Regions from separate parts of the Pan troglodytes genome. Here region 1 is linked to region 2. A link is a contact called in public HiChIP or PLAC-seq data. All regions are on one chromosome and are shown on one strand. Each heading gives the region's core, a stretch centred on a gene start, on an enhancer-like site or on the middle of the called end of the contact. The rest is flanking DNA. Distances are from core to core; before and after follow the strand shown. Region 1 holds the start of MUTYH (mutY DNA glycosylase). Region 2 holds the start of NASP (nuclear autoantigenic sperm protein).

Region 1 (2,700 bases), core at 194-2,693, 240 kb after region 2:
ACACTGGGTGATGGGTGCACCAAAATCTCAGAAATCGCCACTAAAGAACTTACTCATTTAACCAAACACCACCTGTTCCCCATAAACCTATTCAAATTAAAAAAAAACAAACAAACTATCAAGTCAAAAAAAAAGATTTGGGAGAGAAATGCTTCCTATCTGATGTTCCCCAGAATCTCTCTACCCTCCACCCCACAGCCACACCTAGGATTGGGGTGAGATCAGCTCATACCTTGTCTGGCTGCCGCTTGAAGCAGGCGAGGCCCAGGGAAAGGATAGAACGGGTCCTGGCAGCATGACACACGGCCTTGTAACGTTCCTCGATGCACCTTGGGGTTGGGTATGGGGGTTGCTGTGGCTAGGAGTTAGCCTTATGAAGGACCCAAACCACCCAGGTCTGTGACCCCCCCACTCCACAGTTGAGGGCTGGCACTAAAGAGAAAAGGGCTTATACTTACTGGTTCAGCAAACTCTTCCTGTCCCCAAGCCCACTCAGCTCCTGTGGGTAGGTAAAGGGAGAGTTGTGACAGGCCTCTAGCACCAGCCCCTTCACAACCACCTGCCCTCCTTGTTTCCCAACTCTCACCGTGTCCACAGCCACGAAATTAGCTGTCTTTATGGCTAGCAGGAGGGATGGCCACATCTCCTTGAAGTTGTTGCTTTGCACATCCACTACGGGAACCTGGACTACTAGCTCCTCCCCAGATGTTGTGCTTTTGCTGACGCCACCTGGGGGTTAGGAGGGTGATGGATGTTCATGCTTAAGGAAAGAGCCCAGGGGAACAGACACCAAGCTAGGCCACGGTGATGGTGGTAAGGGGGGTAGTTTCCATTGGTAGCTTTTCCCACAAGCCTTTGTAACCCACGTGTTCTACACACAGGCCTTGGAGTGGAGAATGCCCTGAATTTGGGGAGAGGAAGCCTGAGTCTTCTACTGGCTTGTATGAGCCTGGGTAAATTACTTCCCACCTCGCTTTCACAATCTGTAGAGGAGAAAGTTGGACTAGACGACCTTTGATTCTTTTTTCCCATGTCCTGCAGGAAACATTTTGCAGGGCTTGAGGATCTCAGCTCCCTTAATATCCCACAGGGATCCATACTACTGTTCTCATGGTGCCCCAGCGCCACAAGCAACAGCTCCCAGTAAGCCCCAGAGCCTGGCAGTGCCCCACACCAGAGCTCCCAATACGTCCTACCTTCCTTTGGATCACAACGCTCAATCCACTCCACTGAACTGAATCACAACTATTATTACTAACCGTTATGAGCTCCAGACTACATCTCCCGCCATGCCTCCATCAGCCCCATGCTCCCAACGCTCCAGGCTTTTGCGGCCGGAGCCGCGGTGTACAACGGGACTTGTAGTCTCCTCGTGGCTAGTTCAGGCGGAAGGAGCAGTCCTCTGAAGCTTGAGGAGCCTCTAGAACTATGAGCCCGAGGCCTTCCCCTCTCCCAGAGCGCAGAGGCTTTGAAGGCTACCTCTGGGAAGCCGCTCACCGTCGGAAGCTGCGGGAGCTGAAACTGCGCCATCGTCACTGTCGGCGGCCATGACACCGCTCGTCTCCCGCCTGAGTCGTCTGTGGGTACGCTGGACTTGGGCTCCGTCTCCTGGCGCGGTTCAGGCAGTCGGGGATGGGGCGGGGTCTCGCCGTCGGGTCGCCGAGGGGTCGAACTTCCGTTCAGACGTCCCGGGTCCGGCGCGGGGAAGGCAGCCTGGCGCGCGCTAATTGCCTATTGGCCTGTGCTGCCGGCTCGCCGCCCGGGTGGACCCGAGCCACGCCCCCTGGAGTGCGCCGGAAAGCCGGGCGCGCTAGAGCTCGCGGGAGGTAATCTTTCTCTCCTGCACTCGCGGCGGGAACGCGGGGCCTCCGTGTTCTGCTGTCTTCATCAGCGTGGGCCGCGGGTAGGGGGTAGTGGGGTGGCTGGGTTTGGGCTTTCCAGAGAAGGTGACGCTGCCTGAGCTGAGCTTAAAGCACGCCCAGGAGTTAGACTAGGAGAGGGTCGTGTGGGGGAAAGAAGGGCGTTCTGGGCATCGGTAAATTCCCAGAGAGGATGGAGAGCTCAGTGATCTCCAGAAAGTGAAAGAGGCGGGGAGTAGGCCATCGGAGGAGGCTGCCGAGGGTGTAAGAGCGACCGATTGGTAGGGAAGCTTTTGTAATAATCCAATCAAGTGATAATGTGAACTTGAATTAAGGCTGGCAGTATGGATGGCGAGGAAGGGACAAATTGTGAAGCAGCTAGGCGGTATAGTCGACCTAGAGGGTGATTGAACTTGAAAGAGGTTCCTAGGCCGGGCGCGGTGGCTCACGCCTGTAATCCCAGCACTTTGGGAGGCCGAGGCGGGCGGATTACCTGAGGTCCGGAGTTCAAAACCAGCCTGGCCAACATGGTGAAACCCCGTCTCTACTAAAAGTACAAAAAAAATTAGCTGGGTATGGTGCGGGCGCCTGTAATCCCACTACTTGGGAGGCTGAGGCAGGAGAATCGCTTGAACCTGGGAGGCAGAGGTTGCGGTGAGCCGAGATCACGCCATTTTGCACTTCAGACTGGGCAACAAGAGCGAAACTCCGTCTCAAAAAAAAAGAGATTCCTATTGGAGACTAGTTCCTCCGTAAACACTACGATTCCCATCCACCTCTGCCTTCCAGTGCTCCTTTGTTACTCATTGTTTATAGTTAATCTTCAGCTTCTCTCAACTGA
Region 2 (2,700 bases), core at 137-2,636:
CCACCGAGATAGTCCAAAGCTCCTGCTGGAGCCGCAGCGGCCCCAAACAATGGACTTTTCCCGCCTCCTCAAGGCCCCGCCCCCTGCCCCAGAGCCGGCGAGGAAAGGGAACGCACGCGCGCAAAACCCCGCCCTCAGCAAGGCCCCGCCCACCCCGACCCCTCAGGTCCAGCCTCCTTCCTCGTGCAAGGTTTTTTTTCCCTTTTGGCGCCAAATCTCCGTTGGTTATATTCCCGGGTTATCCAGGGATTCTACCAGAGGCACACGCTGGGGACAGAAGGGGCGTGAAGGCCAACCCGCGCGCCAGGGCCCCGCCTCCCGGCCAACCGCCCCGGGCCGGGGGAGGAAGGAGAGGGGCAGGCGAAGGATACAGCCGCCGCTGCCCCCGGCAAGATGGCGGCCGCGAAAAGCGGGGCAGGGGGCGCCAGCCGACCGCCGTTACCGCTGCTGCGCGAGGCTCTCAGCAAAAGAAGGACTGCTCCAGTGACCAGGCCTTCCCGAACAGCGACAGCTGCTCTTGGGAAGGCAAGTACTCCCGCCCATCGGTCTGCCCCTTCTCCGGAGCCCCCGTCCATTAGCCCTCCCCGCGGACTGGCCAGTGCCTTAAGCTTTCCACAGTCCCGCTTACTTGTCGGCAGAAACCAGCTCCGCGGCGACGGCGGCAGTGGCTGTGGACTCCGTGGCCATCGTTCCCCTGAGGTGGCGAACCAGCGAACGGAATAGAGCCTGCGAGAAAAACAGGCAATTTGGGACGCCAGAGACTCACTCAGGGACAGAAAATGGCAGATTAGAGACCCCGCGCGGCCGGGGCCCTTTTATATACGAGGACCCTTCGCCCCGCCCATCCACTTCCGGATCCTCCCCCTCGGGTTTAAAGGGCCAGGACTCAACACCCATACTCTCCGTCCCCCGCCGGCCTACCACTATCTAGACACCTCCTGCCCTCTCCATATGGCTCCGCGGGATTGTTTCCCTCCCTAGCCCGACTTCTCCGATAAACAGCAACTTCCTGCTTCTCCAGCAAGTCGCATAAGAAGAACTGGAATCTTGACACTACAACTCCTGACAGGACGCCCCTGCGGCATCCAGAGACAGGGAAGCCAGTGCTGCTCTGCATGTTCAGGGCGAGTAGCTGAGAGTCTCCTTCCGGCCTGGATACTGAGGAAGGTGACTTAGACTTTCTCTCCGTCCTCTGAGTCGTAACGGACGGACACGCAAGGGCCGAGGACGGGTACAAGCAGCAGCGACTAGAACTGATCTGGGTGAGATCTGGGCCTCAGCAACAACTGACGCAAGAAGATTTTGTTCTAGGATTGGCTACAGCTGAAACTACCGCGCTTGATTCAAAGCTCGGGGCTTGCCGCGGGAGGCAGCTGGCTCCTCCCTCTGAACCCGCCCCCTTTGGCTGGCCCAATCCGCTGATCCCATCCTCTTAGGCCCTGCCCAGACTCCAAATCTACCAGGATTAATGCTCCCAGCGCTTTTTGTCCACTCCTGCCTATGATTTGCTGTGTGACTACTACTCGTGGGGGTACCGTGATTAGACGCTTTAAAGCTATTAGCTATCTTGTTTAATATTAACAATGCTACTAGTGAGATCAGTGTTAGTCTGTTTCTTAGAAAAATAAACCAAGGGGCCGGACGCGGTGGCTCACGCCTGTAATCCCAGCACTTTGGGAGGCCTAGGCTGGTGGATCACGAGGTCAGGAGTTCAAGACCAGCCTGGCCAAGATGGTGAGACCCCCGTCTCTACTAAAAAATACAAAAATTAGCCGGGCGTGGTGGCGGGCGCCTGTAATCCCAGCTACTCGGGAGGCTGAGGTAGGAGAATACTAGAACCCGGAAGGCAGAGGTTGCAGTGAGCCGAGAGCTCGCCACTGCACTCCAGCCTGGGCAACAGAGCGAAACTCCGTCTCAAAAATAAATAAATAAATAGGCCAAGGTTCCAACCTGGCCAACATGGTGAAACCCCGTCTCTACTAAAAATGCGAAAATTAGCCAGGTGTGGTGGCAGGCTCCTGTAATCCCAGCTACTCGGGAGGCTAAGGCAGGAGAATCACTTGAACCCGGGAGGCAAAGGTTGCAGTGAGCCGAGATTTCGCCACTGCACTGCAGCCTGGGCAACAGAGCGAGACTCCGTCTCAAAAAAAAAAAAAAAAGGGAAGCTGTGACTTGTTCAGAAAGTTGCAAGACAAATCGGTTATGGAAAGCAGTGTGCCTCATTTCCTGCAAATGGCTGAGTGAAAAATAACTGGCAGGCTAAAAAGCTGCAATTCCTCACACCTGGAGTATCATCCATTCCTTTTCACCATGGCCCAGTCTACGCTGATCGGAGTAGGGGTTTTTATTTCCCTTTAGGTTCCAGCATATTGGGAAAGATTCCTGGAGAGGATTCTTATTCCAATCTGTCAAGGCTCGAAGAGGTTGAAATCTTTGGGGCTAGAGAGCTGGACGTGAAAATGCCAATTCCTATGGCAAACATACATGGGCTCTTCCATTATTAGCTAGGTGACGTGAGCCAGGTCACGTAACCCGGATTGTAATCGAGTAGCTAGGATTAAGGTTAAGTGTAAAATGAAGACATATTAGTAGCCACCGCTTAAGGACATTGTGAGAATTACAGGTAATTAGCACTGTGTAGAATTCACGCTAAGCACTCATTGAATGGCTACCACAGTCTGATGATGTGGTAAATGGTGG

Evidence for each region. HiChIP or PLAC-seq counts read pairs in DNA pulled down with a chosen protein or histone mark.
Region 1: a contact with region 2 is called in an H3K4me3 HiChIP or PLAC-seq map of stem cell-derived excitatory neurons, with 4 times the contacts expected there. The contact joins the promoter of MUTYH here to the promoter of NASP in region 2. A contact is called at or near these places in 1 of 7 Hi-C or Micro-C datasets (induced pluripotent stem cells) and 1 of 1 datasets of contacts at active chromatin or transcription factors (stem cell-derived excitatory neurons).

Annotation. Positions count from the first base shown.
Region 1 is chr1:185,625,803-185,628,502 of NHGRI_mPanTro3-v2.0_pri, forward strand. It overlaps MUTYH (mutY DNA glycosylase), which reads left to right and starts at 1,444. Exons shown (of 17, transcript XR_010154093.1): 1 at 1,444-1,583. TOE1 (target of EGR1, exonuclease) reads right to left here and starts at 1,771. Exons shown (of 8, transcript XM_513124.9): 1 at 1,498-1,771; 2 at 587-729; 3 at 459-499; 4 at 233-329. The coding sequence starts at 1,549.
Region 2 is chr1:185,382,609-185,385,308 of NHGRI_mPanTro3-v2.0_pri, forward strand. It overlaps NASP (nuclear autoantigenic sperm protein), which reads right to left and starts at 1,387. Exons shown (of 15, transcript XM_001158313.7): 1 at 629-1,387. The coding sequence starts at 687.